Regions from separate parts of the Zea mays genome. Here region 2 is linked to region 1. The links are chromatin contacts, called in public Hi-C maps. All regions are on one chromosome and are shown on one strand. The core of a region is the stretch at or near the end of the contact, and the rest is flanking DNA. Distances in the headings are between cores, read along the strand shown.

Region 1 (2,700 bases), core at 166-2,665:
AAGATTTAAAAAATGCTAACAATCCCCACGTGCTGTTTTCAGATCCAAGGGCTTGGACTAGAAGTAGCCGCTGACGGCTGTTGTGCTATTGCAGCCCCGGAGACGGGACTGAGGTACTACATATTTTCTTGCCTGCCTCACCGGCATAGGTGTACATTTGGGCCGGTCCTGATGGGCCGATCCGAAGCACGAAAAAAAACACAGCCCAGGCACGACATGACCCAAAATAATTTAGGGCCGTCGGCCCGTTATATCGGGTCGGGTTTGGGCCGAGGTCATGGCCCATGGGCGGGCACGAGCACGACCCGTTTAAAGCAGGCACGAAATGACATATAGAGGCACGAAAAGGCCTATATATTTATTAAAACCACACTTTATTCTACACTTTCATATACTTGATAAAGAACACAAAGCTAGAGATAACGCTAGTTAAATGTTTTTTATAGCTTTGAATTAGAGTGTGTCATGTAATTTTACTTTTGTTATGAACATTAGACAATAAATTGAACTTACAGACTTTGTATCGAGCTGATTATACTCTTTTTCCTTCTAACAAAATGATTTATAAACAAGGTAGTCATTTCATAGCTGTGGTAACTTTAATATAAATATTAAGTTTGATTTTGTTCAAATTTATTTGTCTTGTCTTTTATTTGTTTTATTATTATTTTGAATTTAGGGCTCTAATGTGAATTTTGGGCCAAAAACTGAATTTCGGGCCAAAAATTGAATTTCGAGCCCTAATGTGAATTTCGGCCAAAAATTGAATTTCGGGCTTTTATAATTTCGGGCCGTCCGAAATAAGTCCGACACGTTTAAGCAATTATGGGTCGGGCCGTGGGCCGAGGACTAGGCCCATGGGCCAGCCTGAAATTCAAATAATACAGGCCTTTTTGGACTTGGGCCGGGTCGGGCGGCACGAATGTACACCTATAGTCACCGGTAACCGCCGCAGTGCGCGGCCGCCGCCGTTGACAGCGTGGAGGTTTAGTCTAGGCTGCAGCCCCGTTCCCATTAGGCCATTACAGGCTCCCGCTCCCGTCCCGCCCACACTGACCTCACATCCACCAAGCCGACGGCAGCCATTTCCTTCGTGTTCTTCCACTGACGCCGGCCCCCACGCGGGTCTGTCTCAACCCCTTCTTTACCGCACCACCCCTTCGTCGTCGCAGTCAACCCGCGTCCCGCCAGTGCTCCGCCACTTCCTTAAACCCACCCACAGAACTGCCAGCCGCTAGCCTCCACGTCTCTTCCACTGGGCCCTGCGTAATTGCGGCCCACCTAGCATAGACCCGAAAGAGTGTTCGCCGCTTGTGCAGTGTATTGTAGAATGAAATTTCACTTCCAACCACGATGCCAAGGCACACGCCATACCCTTCTCGCAAGCAGTCAAGCTCCTCCCCCAATCCTTCCCCGATGCTGCGGCGCAACAGCGTGTGCGAAACCGAGTCCGAATCCCGACGCGCTCCGGCTCCCATGGAGCTTAGATTTTAGGTGTGAGCTGCTCCCCCTGTATGGATCCAGATGTTCTCGTGGAGCCGTAAGCAGTCCTCCTCCGGCTCGTCCTCCGGCCGCCGCCGCGGCGGGGCGGACGCCTCCATGGACTCCAGCAGCCGCGGCGGCGGCGGGAGCGGGAGCCGCGGACGGAGCCCGCGGTTGGATCGCCGCAACGCAGTGAAGCGCATCGAGTACGAGGCGAGCGCGGGGGCGTCCGCGTCGTGGTCGTCCTCGTCCTCCGCGGAGCAGCAGCGCTCGCCGGGGCTCCGGCCCTCGCGCTCCCTGGACCTTGCCCCCGGCGCGGACCTCCGAATCAGCGGGAGCGTGGAGGGGGAGGTCGACGAGCTCTGCCGCAGCCTGGGGCTCTCGGGGCCCGAGGATTTCGCCGTCCCCGTCGCGGCCTGGGAGGCGCGCAAGTCGCGGTCTAACTCCGACCTCCTCCCGCGCTCCCGCCTCGACCCGTCCACACCCGCCGACGAAACCTCGCCGATTGCGCGGGCGGTCTCGGCGCCCGGTGCTCAGCCGACTCGCTCCTTCCCTGCCCCCATTCCCGAGGAGTCACTCCACTCTTCGCCTGCTTCCACCGCCACCGAGTCGGCGGAGGAGCCTACCGTTGCGGCGCCCGAGGAGTCACCCAACGCTGCCCCTGCCTCTGCTGTCGTGGCTCCCGTCGGGGGTTTGCCCCTGCCTTCGCCAAGGAGGGGAGGCGGGGAGGTAGGGATACGGGGTGCACGGCCGCCTTTACTCTCCCCGCCTCCGCCAATTGGTGCACTAGCTCCTCCGCCAGTTAGGAGGTCCTTCGTTGACAATGACATGACTGGGTCCGCTTGGGACATTGTGCAGTCGTTTGCTCCCAGGGATCAGGGAAGTGAACTGGGACTGGGAGGAAGTGTCGACAGTCGTTGCAATTCGGACAAAGAGGAAGAGAATGATGTTGAGGATGGGGACGCAGCGGTGGAGGGCGAGCTGAAGGAATTGAGGATAGGAGAGACTTTCGAGGGGTTCACTGGAACTTCTTCATTGTCGACGACGAATGATGATGACGCGTCCAGTACAACCACGGAGGCCATGTTCATCATTTCACCGAATGGCAAGTTCAAGCGGAACATTAAATCATGGATGCGTGGTGCTCTTCTGGGAAGCGGCTCATTTGGGATGGTGTACGAGGGGATCAGTGAGTAAGTCCCCGTGCTTATGAATATT
Region 2 (2,700 bases), core at 161-2,660, 180 kb before region 1:
AGCTCTTGAATCATATTAGATTCAGGATCTTATATTAGTGCCAGTAACTTTACAAGATTCAAATTATTGTATTGGATGCACAACAAAGCCTAAGGAACTCGTACCAAACCTCAACAGGAGGTATGGATAGAATGGGAATATTTACTTTTTTCAACAAAAATGGTAATGGTACAGTAGTCCCAAAAAAAACTGTAACTAGTTAATTTGGTACCACAACAGCATTGGCCAGTGCTTATATTATATCTACAACTAAATACTTCTCTAACATGTAAAACCCAACATAAATGTGGGTAGCATCTTTCTTGTATGGATGATGGTAATGGGAAGCTTTGAAAAATTGACTTGCAAGCCCAATATACTTGCAAATTTCCCCTGCTAAATAACCTGAGAAGAATTATAGTGTTACTGATTACTGAGTACTGACTCCCGAGAGATAGAATTTACAGCAAGAAAGAAAGCCAGTCGCTGTCCACGACATTTACGCTATTGAACTCTGTACAGGCAGTACAGCCAATTAGCTCCTAGTCTTGGCTTATTCCTAACGAGGTTTTGACTTAGACAACGTCTCCCATGTGGAGTCGCTGCAAGATCAGATAGGAAAGGAGCCCTCTTTTGTCCCCTTCATTGAAATTGGTAACCAACATATCAAATGTTCCTAACTGTCTAAATTTGCATCTACTAAAACATAGCTTCAGTATTATTTGACTGAACCATGTGTTCATCTTCGATCTCACGCATCACGAAATCTCACACCTCCATCAAGTTATTCTGATGTTGAAGAACAGCCTAGTCCTCAGAAATCGGCATCCGAAATCACATCCAAAGTAGCACTAATTAATCAATAGATACCATGCTTGCAGCATGATTTACACTACGCGCCTCAGATACGAAATAAGCCTGATCCAAATAAAAGGCCGATCGGGGGAACAAAGAGAAAGCGGGCAGGGATATGCGTACTTGAGAAGGCGGACGTCGGCAAGGCTGCGCGGGAGGCGGAGGATCTGCCCAAACTCGCCGCGTGGCGCGGTGAGGAAGACGCAGAAGATCCCGGCGGTGAAGAGCGCGAGCACGGCCGCGAACGCGAACGCCTCGGACCTCGTCAAAGCCGGGCGCGCCCCTGCGAGCTCGGGCTTGCCCTTCTTAGCGGCAGGAGAGTCGTCGCTGCTGGCGCCGGCGCCCGCCGCCTCGATGTCGCGGCGCGCGAACGGCATGGCCATGCCGGCGACGGCGGCCGCCGCAGCGGGGGTGAGGCGGGGGGCGCGACGCGGAGGGAGCGCCTGGTGCTGCTGCTGCTACTGACGCCGAGGCTACGAGGCATGTCTCGAGGGCGGCCTCATGGGGAGGCGGGCGACGACACCGAAGACAGGAGGAGGTCGGAGACTCGGAGGAGGCCCGGTGCGGTGGTGCGGTGCTATGTTCTGTGCCGCGTCGTGTTTTTTGTTCGGCTTTTTTGTTTTTTTTTCTTTTGGAGGGGGGGCGTGTTTGATCCGGCACGTCGATTGGGTGGGATGTGCCCGGATGTGTATTTTGTCTTTTGACTTGTCTACAGGGCCTGGACTTGGCCCAGTTATTTCCCGGGCCTCTGGTGACCAAGACTTCCTCGTGACACTACGACGACAAGTACAGTATTTTCATCTTTACCTATCTTTACCTCTATAAATACTAGTAGTATGCCCGTATTAACGATACAACGAACCTAAAAGACAATAAAAATTAATTAGGATAATAAGATGTGCAAAAATATGAATATTTGTTTATTATTATTAATAAACGCTGAAATCTTAGTAAGACGACAAATTAAAATGAAGTGAATATACATTAAGGATAATAATTTTCTGTAAAAGTTGAGTATCATTACAAATAAAATCATATTTATCTGATGTGTCTAATAATTTCTTGTATTTCTTCTGGAATGTTGTCTTTGGATTCATTGTCCTTGTACTTCATTAATTCTACTAAAAATTTGGTCCTCAAGACATTCCCATTCTGCATATTCATTATTACATATCATTGAACTCAATTAATAATCAATTATAGAAGAACGATATTGACAAAGTATTGGAACAAATAGGGTACTCACGGTGCAAATGCAGGATAACCTTATACCATTCCAAACGTGCATAAAGTTGATAACAAGAAAGGCGGATAAATCCCTACAAATTAAAATAATATGTTGTTACATATATGTAGACCAAATTAATAAGTTGTTCAGGTTAAAAAAATTACCAGTTTAATGTTCTTAGAACTCATGTTGGTACTATACGACACCACATATAAATATCGTCTTTCCATATAGGATTGGCCAATTCCATGGCAGCATTCATATTATTGCCAATATAATGTATTTTATGGATATAATGCATGTTAGGATCATCACCCTTAAACCATGATGGTATAGGCATGGAGTACATTATATAGATGCTTCTAGTGTCCATGTTAAGTACATATAAGGTGAAGTGACCCAAGAAAGAATCGGACAATAGAATCTACAATTTAAAAAAATAGTTCAAGTAAGAGAAAAAAACAAGATTACAAAAATGATGAAAGAGTATAGCTTACTTGTTTGCAATCTGAAACATCGTACTCTATGGTAGGCCAACATTCTAATAATTTTGCCAACATGTTGATATCTGGCTTTGCACGAAGGCGAGGGTCTCGACCAAATTTAGTTATGGACTACTTTTTGTTAGTAAAATAATG

The links. A called contact is a pair of places that touch in the nucleus more often than the background predicts.
Region 2: a contact with region 1 is called in a Hi-C map of leaf, with 7 times the contacts expected there. The contact joins the promoter of LOC100283054 here to the promoter of LOC100279294 in region 1. A contact is called at or near these places in 3 of 25 Hi-C or Micro-C datasets (ear and leaf).

Annotation. Positions count from the first base shown.
Region 1 is chr1:271,575,216-271,577,915 of Zm-B73-REFERENCE-NAM-5.0, reverse strand. LOC100279294 reads left to right here and starts at 1,415. Exons shown (of 9, transcript NR_158727.1): 1 at 1,415-2,675.
Region 2 is chr1:271,756,181-271,758,880 of Zm-B73-REFERENCE-NAM-5.0, reverse strand. It overlaps LOC100283054 (gtk16 protein), which reads right to left and starts at 1,410. Exons shown (of 4, transcript NM_001155956.1): 1 at 958-1,410. The coding sequence starts at 1,217.